Regions from separate parts of the Zea mays genome. Here regions 1 and 3 are each linked to region 2. The links are chromatin contacts, called in public Hi-C maps. All regions are on one chromosome and are shown on one strand. The core of a region is the stretch at or near the end of the contact, and the rest is flanking DNA. Distances in the headings are between cores, read along the strand shown. Region 1 has its middle 25 kb from the start of LOC109942375. Region 2 holds the start of LOC100194137. Region 3 holds the start of LOC109942375 (auxin efflux carrier component 2).

What was found. A called contact is a pair of places that touch in the nucleus more often than the background predicts.
Region 1: a Hi-C map of leaf shows a contact between it and region 2, with 5 times the contacts expected there. The contact joins the enhancer-like site here to the promoter of LOC100194137 in region 2. A contact is called at or near these places in 3 of 25 Hi-C or Micro-C datasets (ear, leaf and tassel).
Region 3: a Hi-C map of ear shows a contact between it and region 2, with 2.8 times the contacts expected there. The contact joins the promoter of LOC109942375 here to the promoter of LOC100194137 in region 2. A contact is called at or near these places in 5 of 25 Hi-C or Micro-C datasets (ear, leaf, tassel and 1 more) and 1 of 3 datasets of contacts at active chromatin or transcription factors (leaf).

The regions. Positions count from the first base shown.
Region 1 is chr9:111,222,286-111,224,998 of Zm-B73-REFERENCE-NAM-5.0, reverse strand. No RefSeq gene overlaps it. Among protein-coding and RNA genes, the nearest start is that of LOC109942375, 25 kb to the right of the region's middle. Within about 2 kb of position 1,353, at least 19 of the 20 cell types and tissues checked have an H3K27ac peak or open chromatin away from gene starts, as enhancers often do. A contact at or near this core is called in ear, leaf and tassel, where this site is marked.
Region 2 is chr9:110,921,639-110,924,338 of Zm-B73-REFERENCE-NAM-5.0, reverse strand. It overlaps LOC100194137, which reads left to right and starts at 1,443. Exons shown (of 7, transcript NM_001139189.1): 1 at 1,443-1,638.
Region 3 is chr9:111,197,550-111,200,249 of Zm-B73-REFERENCE-NAM-5.0, reverse strand. LOC109942375 (auxin efflux carrier component 2) reads left to right here and starts at 1,292. Exons shown (of 7, transcript XM_020544317.3): 1 at 1,292-2,696. The coding sequence starts at 1,699.

The sequences.
Region 1 (2,713 bases), core at 104-2,603, 300 kb before region 2:
TGGAAAACGACAGCGGCGACCTGGACTGGCTGGCGATCGATCCATCTGGCTCATCCACCATTCCATTTCATATGCCGACGGCACAGGACGAGCAGGTACGTACACCAACGGACGGGCACTATGCAGTATAGCAGTAGGTACTCACTCGTGCATGATGGCGGCCGGCCGGACGAATGGGCATGCCGCTGCGCCTGAGGAGGCGGCCGGCCGCCGTCCTTCGTTCAATTCTCGGGCGCCGGCCGGCCGATCCACGCCTCTGTCTGGGGTCTGGACTCTGGACAGCAGGGACACCGGACAGATTCCTCCGGGCTCCGGCCGGCCGCGCTACTCTCTGCTCGCTGCAACGGTCTTCCGGACTTTTTGCCTGCGCCGGACGGCTACACGCGCGCCGGCGCGCGCGCGGCCAGCGCCCAAAGGACGCGCGCGTCGGTCCAAGCTCGACCTCCGACGCTTCTGGATCGCCTGCCTGTCGTCCCGGCCGACACCGCGTTGCACGCTGAAAATTAAGCCAGGCGCGTACAGCGTACGAGCCAAAAGCGTAGCTTAGAGATCCCAGATCGATTAGGCCGGGTAGCTGGGCAAAGGAGCTAGCGGCGGTGAAAGCGAGCGAGCTAGTCAGCCAGCCAGCCAGCCAGCGTCGCCCCGTGCCGCGGGGAGGGAGGGACCCAACCCATGCATGGATTGGAAATGTGTCATGGAGATGGAGGGCCAGGGCCGGTGTCCGCGGCCGGACGCTGTCGCAGTCACACGGCCGGGCCGGCAAGGTAGCTGCAAGCGACGCAGCAGGCTAGTGCGTCCTAGCAGCGGCACTGCGCACATGGCTAGGCTAGGCATACGCTGTTCGGGTGCGTGGCGTAGCTGGGCTAGGTCACGCGCGGCTTCGATCTGCCTGCCAGTGCCCGGCTCTGGATGCTTGGCAACGAACGGACACATGCGTGTCCTGTTTGCCAGAATCTGCTGCTTCACTTTCCTTATTCACTGCGTTCCAGTTCCTTGGACAGTTATTACTACGGACTTGAGAGTTCCGCTTCCACAGTTCACTTCACTTCACTTCGGAGCAAGACTCAATGACTCAGCAAACTTTTTTCTGCTACCTGTAAGAAATTCGGTTGTCAGAAAACACATTCGGTTTATTTTTACCGATTTAGAATATATGAAAAATAGTCCTGCTTTTCTTTAGCAACATAGGTTCTTGTTAAAACGGACATAGGTTTGGGTCCAGAAAGCTAGATTTGGCAACGGGGTGAAATGGGAAGAAAAAAAAACTATAAAAGGCCCCCTTCCTATTCGACGACTGATGGGCCTAAAACGGATATAGGCGCAGTCCGCAGATGGAAATGAGCGTCTCCCGTTCTCTCCCCTTCCCTCTCGTTTTCTAATTTGCGGCAACGTCAAGTTGGGCTTCAACAGATATTTCGGCCCAGTATTTCCATTCTCGCGTGAGAACAACAAAGTAACACTGGTCCAGCCAGCCCACTCAAATACTTGTTGCGTTGTTGTGTTGCAGACTATTTTCTCGTTTCGGGAACTCACCCGCGGAAAGTGCATCCTGAACTTGGCCTTCACTTAGGTAGTGTTTGGTTGAGGAGCCAAGTAGAACGGAGCCGTTTCATCCCTGATTTTAGGAACGGAGCCGCTCTATTCTGTGTTTGGTAAGCTGGAACGGAGCGGCTCTGTTTTTTGTTTGGTTGCAGAGTGAACGGAACGGAGCATGACTGTGCGAGCGGGATGGGAACGGAGCGGCTCCGTCCGGTTGATTTTTTGGAGCGGAATAGTTCCGGATCTAAGGAGAATATTCCCTAATTAGAGTCATTCCGTTCTAGTTACTTTGTAACCAAACAACAACAAAACTGCAACAGAATGACTCCGTTCTACTTGGCTCTTCAACCAAATGCTACCTTAGGTACGCTATTCTTTTTATTTGTGCTCGATTATTAATGCTCCACTTTATTTATGCGTTACCAGTGTTTTCTTCAAGCTACTGCATGCTTCGTGGCTTAATTTATCCAGCCAATATGTGTCTCCATCAGTGGAAGAGGGAAGGGGGCCTACAGGGGCCATGGCTCCTCCCAAGGTTCGTGACAAATTATACACATACACACACACACCAATAAAACATGCAACCTTTTGCTTTTCTTGACTTTTGTTTTCTAAGAAGTCAGTAGGAAACCATGATATGGTGTATTTACAGTAAAAGATTATTTGGAAGAAGGTTAAAAGTGGCGATAAGTTTGCCTTCAAATTTTAGTGTCTCAATTCATCAGTACTCTGTTGAATGGCATGGCGATTTTAAAAATAGGTTATGCCATATTGAACCAATAATTGAAAAGCAAGCAAGTGAAGACGTTAAGGCAATTAGATTGTGGCTTATAACATCAATTGTTGCAGTCCAGTCATTAGCATTTCAAGCCTGCCCATTTCATGGTCATCAATTGAATCTTATAGCTTGTAATGTGCAAATAACTATTCGTAGTGAAATAGGTGATTCCAAATTTTGCCATATCACTTCTCATCCCCTCTCCTATTATGAATTGCCATATCATATCATGTTAGTGATTTATTTAGGAAATTATCATGCCAACGCGCAAACAAAAAAATCAAGTTAATATAATAGACAATTTTAGGATATACAAATACGAATCAGGGACTCAGAAATCATCAAATCAGAACTCGGTAGGGTAGCAAGTAGTACCAATAACCAATGTATGATCCA
Region 2 (2,700 bases), core at 194-2,693:
TTACACAATGTTGACTTGATTTGATTACATCCAATTGCATATCATGCAACCTCCCTATTACAACTAGTACATGAAAATCCACCCAATATTTTCCATCTATGAAAGTTTAGTTTCATTACAAACGTACAGATCTCAATACATCGTACAATTATGGTCCCTTCTTGCGAATTGGGGAAAATTTTGGGATATTAATATCTATCTATCATAAAATCATTAGAGTCCCTCATAGGGAGACCTACTCATGATTTGGTGTGTATATTGTATCTTCAATGAAGATCTGTTCGTTAGCATTAACGGGAGAACTCAAAACCACAAAAATTGCTAGGGAATCAATTGGGATGCTACAGACATCTCCATCCCTGATCCACATACTCTAGAAACGGAACTTCAAGTTCAGAAACTCATTAATTTGCAACACACTACAAACAACATGTCATATGCATTTACTAATTATAAGGCTGTTACAAAATCCTACAATTTCACGAGAAATGTGTCGAAAAGAGCAGAGGTATCAAATAAAACTACTCAAGTCACAAGTAAGAGGGAGAGAAATACAATTATTTCCACGGATGCAGCTTCTATCTAGCAAAGAAAATAGAAGAACAAAATCTTCTAACCCAGTAAATGCAACTCAACCCTATGGAGGTTCAACTTTCACATCCCATATCAACAGTGCACTCAATTACTGACATTGGGACATCGAAATACCCAGATGCAATCATTTTGGGATATGATGATGCATAAAAAATGGCACATAAAATTCCATCAATTAGTTCAAGTCTAGAGAATCATATGACGAAAGAATACAATTGTTGACATTTATTCTTTGCAATGATTGTAGAGGTCCTTCAAAATTATCTAGAGAACAATAAAAACTCATTTTACTGTTTCTGTATCTCTTTTACTTTCCTAGATAATTGCAACAAAATTAAAGCCACGACATGCTAAAGCAGGAAAACTGTACATAGATGATTAGAGATTTTTTTTCTTATATTCACTATGCGCTAGACAGGGCTATAAAAATATAGGATAAAATTTTAGGAGTTTCTAATATCATAGGTTCAGATTCCCTCTTTCATTCAGAAAAAAAGAAAAATTCAGGCTACGGTCAGGGTCAGCGCTAGATCGCTCTTCGTCATTTCAATTTTGCAGGCCTTGCGACTTGCGAGGCCCCCCACGACGGACAAGTGAACGCAGATTCGTTCCCCAACGGCTACGACGCAAAGTACCAAACCCAAACGGCAGGCGCGTCGGTGCACGGGCGCCCACGTGGGCCTGCGCCATCCGCGCCGCACCGGGTCTGGGGCCCGCCCGGACTCAACGGTCGGATCTCTCGTCCCTATCATGCACCGCTCCGCTTTCAGACAGCAGTTGGTTCTCATCAAAGCTCGCAACTACTTCCTCCCCTCCCCTTCCTTCCCTTCCGGCCGCCTCTTGTCCTCCTCACCTCCCAAATTGAAATCCTCCTCCCTCCCCGCCTAGGGTTCCGCTTCCTCCCCCGTCCGAGCACCACTCAAGCGGCGGCAGCAGCGGTGGCAGCCTGGAAGCAGTCCCATCTCGTCGCCCTAGACTTCCCTGCCGCCGCACGTCTCAGTTTCTTGTTCGCCCGCTCTCCTGCCGGTCCGCCCATCGCCTGAGGTAAGCGCCCCGCCTGCAGTCGTCCTCACTACTTCTTTTTCCATCAATCTTTGCCATCGTAGTGTGTGGGCCTCGTCCCCTGCCAGGGCCCTCCGGGGTGAGGTCCGGTAGAGGCCACGCGCGACCGCGAGCGAGCGGCCTCCTGGGACCAGGGCGGAGTTGGCGACCGGTCGATTTCTCAAGCTCAGCGTAGAGCGAATGTCCAGCCGGTTTCAGATCCAACCGCACGGTGTTTCGCTACTGTAAATGAGCGTTGATTGTTTGGTCGATCGATTGGTCTCGCATTTCCTCAAACCTAATTTCCGGGCAGAAACATTTCTGAATTCCTAGATAGTCCCATGTTCCAGCACACTGCGGAACCTAGATGGCCAGGCAAGGGTTTGTGTGGCTCAGGCTGGTGCATGTGCCCACTCCTCGCTTCTGGATGTAAAGAATGAGGGGACACTTGCGCTTTTTAGTGCGCATAGTAGTGTCTCATCTTGTTATGGTCATGGTATTATTCACCACGTTGGCTTGTGGAAGTGGCTCATTACTAGATTAACATAATTGTGGTAGCATGTGATTAGGAGTGTATTGTATCTAGGGCCAAACTTTCCATTGCACGTTCTTGACAAAATGCTTCGTTGGGGGGCAATTTATTGAAGATGTGGATATGAGGCAGTAATGGCTGCTTGCAGCTGTAACTGAATGCGCCTTTTCATTTCTCAGCCGCATTGAATTACTATTGTGGAACATAAGAGCAACTTCAATGGAGATACCCCAAAACCATGATTTTTAGTTTCTCTAAAAAAATGGTCTACCAAACAAAGACCCTCCCACAGAAAATCCACAATTTATTCCATTCTCCATCTTTTAGAAGTGCCATGGTACTATTTTGTAGGGATGGTTCCTGTGTCATTCTTGCCTTCAGCCACCGTGGACACCAGTTACCCATCGCATAGAATACATTATTTCATAACTATTGTTCTCATACTTGAAAACAGTTTCTATGTACTTTGTTCACAGTTCATTATTTAGTTTGGCAGTAATGTTTTGAGAAGTACATTATTTGAAGAGTGTGAC
Region 3 (2,700 bases), core at 43-2,542, 280 kb before region 2:
GCATGCTTCGTAATAATTTTTGATGCTAGGTCCGCTCCTCTCGACGTGCGGTGGGGTCTAGCCCACCTCGCCGGGCCAGCGGGTCGCGGCATCGCGGGCTCCTCCGATCGAGGATAACTCTGAGGGCCGCGACGACTTGCTCTGGTGGCGCGACCTCGATCGCTGCCACGCCGGTGAAGTCTCCATCGTCGTCGCTCAGATCAAATAAATGCTCGAGGACCTTTTCTCATAACAGTATATCACATATTTATACATAAGTTATCGTGATATTATATATTCCCGTTGCAACGCACGGGCACTCACCTAGTTTGTGAAATAAGCGACATGTCAATGTTGGGTGGGTTTTGAACCCACGGCCTCATGATTGAAGGAAGTGGTTATTACCACTACAACACATGAGTGTTTGTGATAGATTGAAGTTAGATATTATTAATATATATGTATACTAATAAGTGGAAAATAAAACCTTACAATTGTGTTAGAATAAACATCCCATTAATCATAGTTTGCATATATCATATATAAAAAAAATAAAAAGATTGAATCCTGGTCATCTGAATATAGGCTCCTCTCATCTAACCACACTAGATGTCTTGTTTGATTGTGTTTGTAGGAAGTGTTGGTTTAGAGTTGAGTATGGACCTTAAATACATCTAAAGTCGATCGACGACTACATAGATGTATATAGTTAGTAGGCAGTGAGTGGTTGCTGTACCTAGCCTGTGGACGGTGGGCATGCTGGATTGACGAATGCTTCTCCTACACGACTTTGCTCTAGATAAAGTAATACTCATGTAATATAGAAACCATAACAATGCATATACTCATGACTAGTTCATATTTAAATGACACTACAAATAAGAACGAGATAACGAAGATGGTCACTATCTAAACAATGGCGCATCTAACAGCCTAACCACACTTTTGGGTATTACTATTTGTGTTGTTTCCTCTTTATTTGGGATGCTGCTTGAGATGGAGGATCATGTCTATTCACCGTTTTTCGATCCTAGCTATCCAGTCAAAACCTTCCCACACGCGCGCACACGGTGACCGATCGAGCCTAAAGATCTAACGGTAAGTCGGTAACTACTGCCTTGTATGTCCAACACTTTACCACGGAAGCGACCATATCGCCTTGTCGGTGTGGCGTCGTGCAATTTGCAACGACACTGCAGCAGCCCAACAGGAGCCTACTGCGTGCAATTCTTTGACCAGTTGCGGAGTCTCTTTATCCATGTCAAGGCCATCCTTGATCAGCGTGCATGCATTTGCGCCATGGCCCATGGCTACCTCGAGCTTGCACGCATTTATCTAGTCTAGAAGCTAGCTAGGGCTCAGGTTGTACTACCTACAGTACGTTGCCGTAGCCACACAAGGATACGACAGTGTTTGCACGTCGCGGCCTGCAGCTAGCTACCTGCAACTGTGTACGCCGCCCCTCGGATTCTCTACGTCCATCGTCGTACCACCATGCTCTAGCTGATTAACAGCTAAATTAAGTGGCGAGTCGTCTGCGATTATCTTATTAAGGACCTCCTATATATAACTATCTCTTCTGCTTCTGTTCTCGCACTTCGTTTCTGATAGTTTGCGTCAGCTACCAGCAGATCTTTGTAGAAAACCAAAGGAACAGAACAGGCTAGCGTGGCCTAAGCTGCAGCTGTCAGCGTCGCCGTCGCCGCCGCCGCCGCCGCGATGATCACCGGGCGGGACATCTACGACGTTCTTGCGGCGATCGTGCCGCTGTACGTGGCCATGTTCCTGGCGTACGGGTCGGTGCGGTGGTGGGCCATCTTCACCCCGGACCAGTGCTCCGGCATCAACCGCTTCGTGGCCGTCTTCGCCGTGCCGCTGCTCTCCTTCCACTTCATCTCCAGCTGCGACCCCTACGCGATGCAGTACCGGTTCCTGGCGGCCGACTCGCTGCAGAAGCTGGTCATCCTGGCGGCGCTGGCCGTGTGGCACAACGTGCTCTCCCGCTACCGCAGGGGCGCGGCGGCGTCGTCGCTGGACTGGACCATCACGCTCTTCTCGCTGTCCACGCTGCCCAACACGCTGGTGATGGGCATCCCGCTGCTCCGCGCCATGTACGGCGACTTCTCGGGCAACCTCATGGTGCAGATCGTGGTGCTGCAGAGCGTCATCTGGTACACGCTCATGCTCTTCCTCTTCGAGTACCGCGGCGCCAAGGCGCTCATCTCCGAGCAGTTCCCGCCCGACGTCGGCGCCAGCATCGCCTCCTTCAGGGTCGACTCCGACGTCGTCTCCCTCAACGGCCGCGAGGCGCTGCAGGCGGACGCCGAGGTCGGCAGCGACGGCCGCGTCCACGTCGTCATCCGCCGCTCCGCCTCCGCGTCCACCACGGGCGGCGGCCACGGCGCCGCGCGCTCCGGCGCCGGGTACCGCCCCTACGGCCCGTCCTCGGCCATGACCCCGCGCGCCTCCAACCTCACCGGCGTCGAGATCTACTCGCTGCAGACCTCGCGGGAGCCCACGCCCCGCGGCTCCAGCTTCAACCAGTCCGACTTCTACGCCATGTTCAACGGGAGCAAGATGGCCAGCCCGCTGGCGCAGCCCGGCGCCGCACGCGCGCCGGGGCTCGACGAGCAGGTGGCCAACAAGTTCGCGTCTGGGAAGGGTGGCGACGCCGCGGCGTACCCCGCGCCCAACCCCGGCATGATGCCACCGCCACGGTAC